Regions from separate parts of the Rattus norvegicus genome. Here regions 1, 3 and 4 are each linked to region 2. The links are chromatin contacts, called in public Hi-C maps. All regions are on one chromosome and are shown on one strand. Each heading gives the region's core, a stretch centred on a gene start, on an enhancer-like site or on the middle of the called end of the contact. The rest is flanking DNA. Distances are from core to core; before and after follow the strand shown.

The links. A called contact is a pair of places that touch in the nucleus more often than the background predicts.
Region 1: a contact with region 2 is called in a Hi-C map of liver, with 8 times the contacts expected there. The contact joins two enhancer-like sites. A contact is called at or near these places in 3 of 12 Hi-C or Micro-C datasets (the A7r5 cell line and liver).
Region 3: a Hi-C map of liver shows a contact between it and region 2, with 4 times the contacts expected there. The contact joins two enhancer-like sites. A contact is called at or near these places in 5 of 12 Hi-C or Micro-C datasets (the A7r5 cell line, Schwann cells, frontal cortex and 2 more).
Region 4: a Hi-C map of the A7r5 cell line shows a contact between it and region 2, with 4 times the contacts expected there. The contact joins two enhancer-like sites. A contact is called at or near these places in 6 of 12 Hi-C or Micro-C datasets (the A7r5 cell line, kidney, liver and 2 more).

What each region holds. Positions count from the first base shown.
Region 1 is chr17:13,312,437-13,315,136 of GRCr8, reverse strand. No RefSeq gene overlaps it. Among named protein-coding and RNA genes, the nearest start is that of Gadd45g, 220 kb to the left of the region's middle. Within about 2 kb of position 1,361, at least 3 of the 93 cell types and tissues checked have an H3K27ac peak or open chromatin away from gene starts, as enhancers often do. A contact at or near this core is called in liver, where this site is marked.
Region 2 is chr17:13,163,875-13,166,574 of GRCr8, reverse strand. No RefSeq gene overlaps it. Among named protein-coding and RNA genes, the nearest start is that of Diras2, 260 kb to the right of the region's middle. Within about 2 kb of position 1,329, at least 17 of the 93 cell types and tissues checked have an H3K27ac peak or open chromatin away from gene starts, as enhancers often do. A contact at or near this core is called in the A7r5 cell line and liver, where this site is marked.
Region 3 is chr17:13,295,349-13,298,048 of GRCr8, reverse strand. No RefSeq gene overlaps it. Among named protein-coding and RNA genes, the nearest start is that of Gadd45g, 230 kb to the left of the region's middle. Within about 2 kb of position 1,293, at least 17 of the 93 cell types and tissues checked have an H3K27ac peak or open chromatin away from gene starts, as enhancers often do. A contact at or near this core is called in liver, where this site is marked.
Region 4 is chr17:13,401,459-13,404,158 of GRCr8, reverse strand. LOC120097809 (a long non-coding RNA gene) reads left to right here. Exons shown (of 3, transcript XR_005495575.2): 1 at 1-1,934; 2 at 2,410-2,700. Among named protein-coding and RNA genes, the nearest start is that of Gadd45g, 130 kb to the left of the region's middle. Within about 2 kb of position 1,423, at least 19 of the 93 cell types and tissues checked have an H3K27ac peak or open chromatin away from gene starts, as enhancers often do. A contact at or near this core is called in the A7r5 cell line and liver, where this site is marked.

The sequences.
Region 1 (2,700 bases), core at 112-2,611, 150 kb before region 2:
TCACCTCACAGAGGGTCCCACTGTCGTGGGTGTGGTGTGGTTAGGCAGGAAGCCCAGCTGGTGTGTCCCTGGAATAGGCGTTGGCTTCTCAGAACGACATGGAGCTGAGCAAATGATACTGGTTGTGTCCCCGGGTCCTGCCTCTTCCTGTTCCCTGGATTCCCTCGACCCCCACTTCTGTCCCCTAGACATGCTTGCACAGCTTTGGACCTCAGTATCCTCATCTTTAAAATAGGAGCGTTTTCCTCTTCAGTGCTTCCTCAAGGGCCCCAAGGCGGTGAATTGAGCGAGTGCCTTAGGCTTCTTTGGAGACCAAATAACCTTCCATCTTGTGGAAGCTTCAGGAATGAGGGCACAGCTACGATGAACATGAAGAAATTCTGCCCCAATCTAGTGAAGTGAGTGTGCGGGCCCCTGAGAGCAAATTTTTAGCTCTGTCTGGATGCTGACCTGAGGCATGCATTTCCAGAAAAATCAAGCGTTGACCTTGGCAGGTGAGATCACTTGGGTTTGTTTTATCTTCCCAGAATCCCCAGAGCTGGTTGTCACCCCCACTTCTCTAGAACACGCTGCTGTGGCAGATCCTGCCTACCCCGTGCCCTCCTCTCTAACCTGCAAATACCTGGTATCTCCCTGAGGGACACCCACTGAAGCCACTTTACTTAGCAAATGGTTATTCATTAGCAGAATGCACGAGGGAGAGACGCTGCCAGCATGTCCACATATGGGGACACGAAGCTCCTCACTGTCACTGTACTCTAGGGCCACATCTCTCAGGAACATTCTGAATGGAAGCACCGCCTTCAACCCTCCACCTCTGGGCACAGCAGAGAGTAAAATAATGTGGAAGCAGGCTGCTCGGAAGTCAGTACTAGGGGTGGGAAGATGGCTCAGCAGGTGATGTGCCAACAAGCGGGCAAACATGAGAATTTGAGTTCCTAGAACTTTTAAAAGGCCTGGCAAGTGGCTCGTGCCTTTAATCCCATTATTAAAGAGGCAGAGACAGTTGGACTTCTGGGCCTAACCAACCAGTCTAATCAAATTGACGAGGTTCGGGTCGGCGAGAGACGCTATTTCCAAAAACAAGGTGGACGGTGTCCTGAAAAACTGAACCCTGAGGATGACCAACTGCTCCACACAGTGAGCTGGCCCTGGCTAAACGCTTGCTGGGGCCTCTCAGCAGAAGGCCTGGGTGCCCACACTTGCTAATTAAATGAAAGAACAAACCAGAAGCCAGACATTCATGTTTGGGCATGTCCTGTTTCATATCCTGTTTGTGCTGGTCCCCAAGTCTGGACGCACATGACCCTGTTTCCTGGCCTCTGACTGCTAATCTTCTGCGAGGACATGAACATGACCTCCCTCACCTCTGGTCTGTTTGGATTTACACTGTGGTTGAAGCCTGCATTGATCCATGAGGCATTGGAGCCCATAGCAGCCGGGGAGTTCTTCCCTGACCAGGAGTCTCATTTCTTGCTAGAATTGGTTTCTCCTCTGCAAGTCCCAGATCAGTTGACTGCAATTTGTAGAGACACTGAGGGACCACTGCAGGCCCAAGGTGATGTCTTCTAAGTGTCAAGCACTTAACTAGGAAATCCCATGTCTCCCGAGGCTGGGAGTCCCAGCACCCTGAGGCTTCAGAGGAAGGCTCTGGGATTTGGCGATTGATTTTTTCCCCCAAACTCTGTGTATGAATTTAAGGAACAGAATGGACAGAACAGATGTATATTAAAAGGGAGTTTATTAGATTGACTGACAGGGTAGAGGCCAGATGGGCCAACAGTGGCTGCTTGTATGCTTCGAGAGCCGGAGAACCAGGCAGTTGTGCGTGCCTCCATAGTCTTAAGTCTGGGACTGAAGGTCTGGAGCTGTAGTTCTCAACCTTCCTGATTTGGTGGGGTGCGACCCCTTACTACAGTTCCTCACGTCGTGGTGACCTGCAACCACGAAATTCCGTTGCCACTTCAAAGATGTATTTTTGCTAGTTATGAATCATAATGTAAACTTTGGAGGTGCAGGATATCTGATATGTAGCTCCCAGAGGGGTCGCGACCCACAGGTTGAGAACCATCGGTCTAGCGGGTTCCTAGAGCGTTGTCGGTCTTCAGTCCACGTTGGAAGGCCTGGGAAGCAGTGTTCTGGTGATGGTGACCCAGCGACAGAATGGACACCTTCACCACATAGTGAAGGCATGTAGGCAGACAGCCGTACATGGTCCTCAGACCTCTTTCTCTAGGGACTGCCGGAGGGTACCGCCTACTCTGAGGGAGGAGCTTCTCCCCTTAGCCAATCCTTGCTGGGAACGCCTTCACAGTCCTGCTTAGAGACTAGCTGATTCCTGATTCCAATCAAGTTATCAAACAAAATGGTTATGCTTTGAAGGAGAAATCCCCAGGGGCTCATGGGCTTGAAAACTTGACCCACAGTCGGGTGGCGCTGTTTCGGGGGGAAGTTATAGAACTTTAGGAGGGGCAGCCTTTTGGAGGAAGTAGGCCTTGAAGATTTATAGCATAGCCCCACTTCCTGCCCCCTAGTCCCTGTCAGACAGCTCCTAGCTCCTGCCATCATCGACACACTTTCCCCACCAAACTGCAATCTACCGGGACCGCTGGAACCAGAAACTAAGATCAAGCCTCCTTCCTCAAGTCGCTTTGGGTCATGGCGTTTTTATCACAGGGACCTCGCAGGACTGAAGTATTA
Region 2 (2,700 bases), core at 80-2,579:
GTGCACTTAAACAAACAGGAAGCTCTCACTGTAGGCCGAGGCTGGGTGAGAAGAAACTGGATATGTCTCGTCATGACGCAAATAATTAAGGACAGAGGTCAAGTTCACTAGGAGCATCCAAGCACCAAGAGGCATTGCACAGTCAAGGTGACACCCCCCCCCCTACTTTTTCCAGCCTGCAAAGGGATACTCCCATGTCCCTCGGGCTGAGCTACACAGACGCTGGCAGCAACAGGTTGTTCCAAGGTCAAAGGCCACTGTGGGAACAGTGCGCCCCAGCTCAGGCTGTCTCCCTGGCTCCCAGATAAATAAACGAGTAGGAATAGGACTCAGAGGCCACCCTGGGGCAAGTTTCTCCGTGTTCCCATCCCAAACAGCAAGTGTTGACACCCAACTGTCAGGGCTAGGGATGGTCACCTTGCCTCACCTTCTGCAAGGCCCCTAGGTCCCAGCTAGCAGCCTAAGGCTGCCAAGAAACTCCTGCAAGCAAGAGAGGCCACTGGGTGGGACTGGGTGGGACCACCTCCACTGTCCAGAGCCTGGGTGCAGTCTGAGCTCCCAGGACCATTAAAGGGAATGAGCACAAGCTGAGCTGGTCTCTCATAGCAAAGGAGGCCAAGGCAGGAAAACTTCAGCACTGCCAAGGACAGCAGTAGAGGCACACCCACACTTTAGAATGCAAAGCCTCCATGCTTCTTTAATTCTCCTCCTGCTCTCCAAGTAGGCAGTGCAGCCTGATGCTACACAAGAATGAAGGAGGGGCTCCACAGGTCCCTACAGAAGCCAGCACCCGGGGGCTGCCGGACCCTCCCTTTCTTCTGCTCAATGCAATCTGCAAACTTCCTTTTCAACCCCTTTCCCGGACATTCTTATCAGATGGCCCAGATGAGAAAGGATTAAAGCCCCATTTTTCCATTGTCTTCTCAGAAGAAGCTCAACAAAGTAATCACCACAGACAGTCTCCAGCAGAGGCGCTTGGGGACAGCTCCACCCGCTGCGGCTATTGCATTGTTCCTGCCCAGGGTAGGTGGTCCGACTAGATCTCAGCTGAGGGTCTGCTATCTCTCTGCAAACAGCTGGAGGATCTGTGACCCAAGATATAGAAGACACCCAGCCTCGCCCCCCCCCCCACCAATATCTCTGGATGAAAAGGGCATTCCAGAGAGGAAAGGCCACAGTTTCAGAAGGAGAATAGAAGGCAGGAAGGGGCAGCCAGGGAGAGCACTTTCCTGGGTTCTGCTGTTCAGTCTGCCTTACTGCCAGGCATCTGGCTCTGACCAGCATGGCGCTGGCTAGAAGCCATGATCTTTCTGGCTCTCCTGAACTGAGTCAGTTCAGCTTACTGGCTGCTTGTAGCTCTGAGGCCACCCACCACCTGACCTGCCTTTGCTCCACACACAAGCACACACAGGGACAACTGTAATTCGTCACACACGCTGCTACATATATCACCCTGCGGACACACCTGTCTGCGCACTGGCACATAAATACACATGTATACACACGTGTGGGTACACACACATAGACACTGCAGACGTGTGTGCATGCACACACACCTTAAGGAGCGTGCACGCGCACGCGCGCGCACACACACGCACACACACTCACAAAACCCACAGTATCATTTCAACTGTGAACGTCTACCGCCCCCCAGAGGTTCAAATGTGGATGAACAAGTTCCAAGTTGTCAATATCTTGGACAAAGAGCAACTGCTTACTTTTCAAGCCCAGAGAACCGGAAGGTTTCATTTAGGGAAAAGGCTGTTGTATTTTGACATATCTCACACAACCTTTATGTAACAGGATGTTTCTTCCAGTTTCTTAAGCTCTATAAATCACAGGGTATGAGTGTGTACAGGTAGGGGTGTGTGTGTGTGTGTGTGTGTGTGTGTGTGTGTGTCTCCTAGGAAGACATCTTTACCTAAGTAGAGACCCCAGGAGATATCCAGACGTTTTGGCGGGGAGGTATGGGACAAGCCTCCAGACTTCCCACCTCCAGACTGAGGTGGGAAGCGGGAAATTACATGTGTAGTGATGTCTTATAACTGGGGCTTTCAGACAAATGGGGAAACCTGCCTGAAAGACCTGAGCATGCTTCTAGACTCTCTGAGAACCTGGCGATAGATGGCCCACCACCACTGAATTCTGTGATCTGCAGTGGGCGGGGTCCAGGACAATCTTTGTCAGTAAAGACCCAGGTGATAAACATCGTCAGTCCTCTGGGCCCAAAGGTTTCTACAGCTGCTCTTCTCCAAAGGACTAAGTTCCAACAGAGCTTCCTAGAAAGAGTATAAAGTGCACACTTCACGAAGTTTTCACCTCTCGTGAAATACCATTCTACTGTAAAATGTGCGCTCATCCTTTAATTAAAAAAAAAAAATCTAGGAACAGTATGGGGCAAGGGCTCAGCCAGTAAAGTGCATGAGGATCTAAGTTTAGTCCCTAGAATCCCCATCCCCCTCTCACCCTACCTTCTCACAGAAAGAGAGAGGGTAGGGGGAAGGGAGAGGAAGTGGGGAGGGAGGGAAGAAGGGTGTAGGAGGATCTGGAACTTAGACCATGCTCACAAATCTAGAACCAACCACCTTTCACCCCGGAGCTGTGAGTTGCCTCATTGACTTCCCATCTCTGACTCTGAGGTGAAATCGGACCACATTGGATGGTGAGCGCCGCTAGGCACAGGCACCCTGTGATGTGGCC
Region 3 (2,700 bases), core at 44-2,543, 130 kb before region 2:
GACGCTCTACACCTAAACTGTAGCAGCACGGTGACTTGTCCATCATTTCCCAAAGTAGGGCTTGTTAGGTGCTGGCACCATACCCTGTGCATGTGTGCGTGTGCGTATGTGTGTGTACATGCGTGGTGTGTGTGTGTGTGTGTGTGTGTGTGTGTGTGTGTGTGTGTGTCCCTGTGACAATGTGGAGGGCAGGTCTGGGCCACACTGGAGTCCATGTCACTATCTCTGCCCAGTCATACGCGAAGAGTCTCCAGGGAAACACCCTCTCTGTATCTCCCCAAATTAGCCCCTCATTTCTCCAGCCAATGTAGGAGCCTTGGAGGCCATGAGAAAGCCTTTCTTGGTACTTCTGTCATGTGGGAAAGGTCGGGGGAGATTGGCTGGAGGACACCTGGAAGGAGGACCCTGTCTTCAAGTCCTAGAGGGCTTACGTTTATGCTAATAAACGTCAGCTTCTTCAGTCTTTTTCATGGGCCGCTGCCAACAATCCATCCCTCCATCTGGCAGCTGCTGGGTGGTTGCTACTGTGAGCTCATGAGAACAGGCAGATTTCGCTTGGGGGCTAAGGCTTCCCCTGAGAGTTTCCCACATCCATGTGCTTTGAACTGTATCGGGAAGTCACTCTGACACCTGGCAAGTGGGGCACCCATGAGAGCAGATCTCACTGAGGAGACAGAGTCCTGTCCTCCTGCAGTCTAAGGCTGGGTCAAATGTCCCTGGCACTTCCCTTTCCTGTGCACCCCGTGTCTCTTCCTGTTAGGTCACTTTAATTAGTTCCTGCTTGGACATTTTTATCTTTGCTTATCAGGTCTAGAGTAAGGGCTTTGCTCAGCTGGCTGGCTATCCTCTTACATTCTGCCAGTGGTGTGTGTGTGTGTGTGTGTGTGTGTGTGTGTGTGTGTGTGTGTGTGTGTGTGGTGTGTGTGTGTGTGTGTGTGTGTGGTGTGTGTGTGTGTGTGTGTGTGTGTGTGTGTGTGTGTGTGTGGTGGGGAGATAAAAAGAGTCCCACTGGGAGTCAGAAGGACCTTGCTGAGAGGGAAGACAGGACCACCCTCCCCCGTAATCCTTCATTTCCAAATGACTGCAGTGCAGGGTGGATCAGCAGAGGCAGATGTGTGCCCGGCTTGTGTGAAGATGTCTGCTTTCTTACTGTTGGAAGTGTTTTTTCCTGTTTCACTACCCTGTGTTTTTCTTCCCTGCCTGTATTATTTCCCCGGGCTTGTTTCATCCTGTTCCACGTGCCCCATCCTTCTCTTCTGCGGACTTTGAACCGCTTGGCTGGCAGCAGTGTGCTCGTGTCCCTGCCTTGGAGACTGACCACAGCTCACCCGAAATGACCGTCAGCCTCCTCTCCCACAGGGTCCCAGTTGCTTCTGTAAACTCTGAATTTTCTTCTGCCACCCTCCCCTGCAAGGTCAGAATGGATTAGGTAGAAGGATGTGGTCAGTCATTGGTACTTGTGTAGGATTTCCCAGGACCCACGTGGATCCCAGAATCCTCAGATATCACACATCCTGTGTGCTTCAGACCACCCCTGGGCTGCTTGTAAGATTTAATACAAAGTAAAGACTATATGGATGGTTATGCTGTACCATTTAGGGGAGCAGCAGCAAGGAAACTGTCTATACAATAGGCTCTTTCTCTGTTTGTGTCTCTCTCTCCCTCCCTCCCTCTATTCCTGAGACAAAGACTCTCTGTGAAGTCCTGGCTGGTAAGAAATGGGCAATATAAACCAGGCTAGCTACAAACCCCTAGAGATCTGCCTGCCCCTGCCTTCTCAGTACTTGGATTAGAAGTCTGGACCAGCACACTAGGCACAACTTTCTTCCTCTAAGTGTTCTATCCATAGTTAGTCAACTTGCTAGTCCATGTCTATGGAACCTGTGGATGAGGAAGGAAGGCAGTGTCTGAGTCAAGCAAATGACGCCAACAGTTACAACCACCCAATAAGATGCTGCGTGTGAGAAAGACCACACCATCTGGGAAATACTGAGAGGCTAGCTGTCAGTCAAGCCGTCAGCCGAAGGTCTCACACTTGCCCTCTCAGTATCTAAGAGGTAGAGGCAGGAAGATGGCAAGTTTGAGGCCAGCCTGGATTACCCGAAAAGCCCCTGTGTCAGCAACAAAACAAGACAGAAAGAAGGGCTCACTGCGACTTGCTCCAGATTTCCCTAGTGTTATATATATTGCACTGGTCAAGCCAAGTTGTGGCTGCCATCTTTAACACCTGCCTTTGAGGACATGCAACCGGTCAGGGCAGGAAAATGTATGCCCTCACACGCATGCACACAGTCTGCAAGGGCCACAGAAGGGGCTGAGTCCAGGAGCAGGACACAGGTCTAAGTCATCCATCCTGCATCCTTGGCACAAGCCAGTTCAGAAGAAAGGGTGACCACTATGGCCCTTCAATGGGGTTGGGTTCTTTCTGAGGGACTGCAGCCACCCATTATGCCTCACTAGCACACACTTCCTCCCCTCCCCTCCCCTTCTCTCCACTCCCCTCCCCTCCCCTCTGTTCTCCTTCCTTCCTCTTCCCTCCCCTCCCTCTCTCTTCATTTCTCCTTTCTCTCAGTGTAGCCCAGGCTGGCCTTGAACTCATGACCCTCCTGCAGCTTTCCTCTCCAATGCTCAGATTACAAGTCATGGACTGTTTCTCTCTTTCCTGAACTGCCAGTCACCACTTATTCACAGACACTGGCT
Region 4 (2,700 bases), core at 174-2,673, 240 kb before region 2:
TGCAGTTGCTTGAGTTTCTTCTGGGGCCCTGTTTGCAACCCTCTGGTGGCATTGCTACCTTACCTGCCTAGCCCAGGGGCACCCCTCATGAAGTGAGTTCCCAGGCAGACAGGGCTCTCAGTTGGAGAAGGATCAGGTACCATGCAACCAGCCTGGGCTTTGATGTAGAGCAGGAGAAACTCTACTTTGGTTTTACTTAGGCTCCTGACTGGATCCCAAAGAAACCACAGCCCAATCCCCAAACAGGGTTCCCAGTGCATAATGAAGCTAGCTGCCGGTCCAGCCCAGCCGAGCCCAAGGGAGGCTGCAGACACCTGTTGGCTCCCTTTCAGGGACTGTGGTGGTCTTCTTCCTGTCTTGAAGGTTTTATTTGAAAGACCAGAGCCCTAGCTTTCAACTCCTTTCTCAGCTCTGATAGAGAGCAAACAGAATCAGCTCTCACAGCTTCGCCCCCCTGGAGCTGAGGCTTGCACTGCCCACAAAGGCAGGCAGGCCATCAAAGCATTTGAGCTCAGGTGTGTGGCCTGAGACCAAGGTGCAGGTGGGAAGGAGACTGCGTGGGTCCTAGAACTGGCTCTGGGATCCTCCAGGGCCCATTTCCTTCAGCTGCGGCCACTATCACTACACTAGGTCTGTGGCCACTGCCTGGCTGTGTCTGGCCTTGTGGCAGACCCTTCTTGAGTCCCAGCAAACTCCACAGACAGCCGGATACCTGCAGACAACATCTTAATTGCCCTGTAAGACAGTTTGGCTGCAGAACCCCTTCTGTGGGCAGGCACAGTTTGAACTTCAAAGAGTTTTGTAATGTTTACAGCAGCGCTAGGAGCGACAGGATAATTTTGGTGTCGTTGGAGAGAAGGTTTGGCGGGGCTCCTAACTCTGCTCTGGTCTACAAGCCCCAGGGGCACCCTGGTCTGTGGGACTCACCCAATGAAGCCCTCTTACCAACCCGGGAAGGCGGCCAACTCTGCTTCAACGGCGCCCGACTCCAGTTGTACCACAAGGCTGGGCCAGGGCGTGGGCTGGAGACCCAGCTGAGTTCCCTGCTCCCCAGGGACCTTGGAGGAGGCGAGACACACACTGGGTATGTCTGGAGAGGCATATGCTAATTCTTGGGCTCACCCCAGGAAGAAAAACTGTGCGTTTTATATTTTCACCTTCCGAAGCAATCCTTTGAGATGTCAGAAGAGAACTCACTCACAAGCCTGGAGCTGGTAATCCTGGAGTCAGACCCTGCTGGGCTTTGGATAAGGGTAGCACTGGTACAAGCATTTTCAGATCCAGTTTCCCCACCTCAGCAGCGAGGCTGACATTTGGTGGCTAACTATCTCTCTCCGGGAGGAGGCATGCCCATGACATGCCTGTCTCTGACCCTTGTGGGACCAGGGAGCCCTGAGCGCCCTCTGCCTGGTGGGCTTGCAGCTCCTGCAAACAGAGGCTTCTGGCTGGCATTTGTGGAATGCACGGAGGCCTGGACAGAGCTACTGCAGTCTAGGGGAGCCCAGGGGAGCAGCTGCCACAAAGTAGAGCAGGGCTGGACCTTTCTCAACTATAGCAGGAATGTCAGTTGTGTACTCTTCAGGATAGGAAGACTGAAGCAGCCATTTTTAGCAGCTGTGTGGCCCAGCCCTTCCTTTGCCAACTACCGATGGGCTGGGTGGCTCCAGGCCACAGCTCTGGAATGTGACAGGTCACACTGTACTTCATGGTGACGGCAGGGGACAAAGTATGAAGAAGCCGGGAGTCTGAGGAAGAGCATGCACCCAGGGGACCCGCCCTACCTCAGTAAGGCTTTTATCAGTACACTCCAGCTGTGCAGAAGCTCAGCCCCTCCGGTGAGCACAGACCCTCATGCCTGCCCTGCAGGCCTCTTGCCTTGAAGAACTCTCAGAACCAGCTGAAAAGCACTCAGTGCTGTGGGGCTGGTGTGCAAGGTGAGACCTTAAAGTACCCTGAGGAATACTTTCTGTCCCCATGGTCACTCCATTGGCCAGCTGCCAGCCTCCCTAGGGTCCTTTAGACTAAAACAAGCAGGCTGAGATGTAATCTGACTTCACCTCCAACACTAGAAAAGGATTTTACTGTTTTGCTGATGGTTGTTTGAGAAAGGGGGTATGGAGACAGTGACTCTGGGGAGGGTTGGTCTCTGTGTCAGAACGAGCAGGCCTTCCACAGTGAGATGTCAACTTCCCAGTAAAGGAGTAAAGGAAGGCTGGGGATGGGGGGTGGTGGTGGCTACAGGTGGCAGGGTTAAATATTGAAGCCATGGGCTGCCTTAGGCCTTAGCAGAGAGCTGACACACAGAAGGTGACAGCAGGACCTTCCTGCTGCTGGAGGGGACAGAGGGCTGACTGACAATTTGCTCAGAGCCTGCAGCAGCTTCTCTCTCCTTCCTGCTTTCCTACCTAGGTCCAAGTGGCTTTTCTAGGTCACTTTCACAATGGCCTTCCTTGCAGCTGGCCCCAGAATGAGGAGGAAGGCTGCACTGGCCCTGCATACCCTTGTGGCAAGATGAAGCAGCACCAAGACTAGCATACAAAGGAAGCTCCTGGAGTCCTACGTCGAATGGAGCACACTCAGGCTAGTTTGCTGAAAAGGAGTGGAAGTCCTTTCTTACCCAAGCATCACCCACAAACGAGGCATTGGCAAGAGGCAGGTGCTGGGTAATAGCCCAGAAAGGGTTTGGTGCCCTGTGGTCCA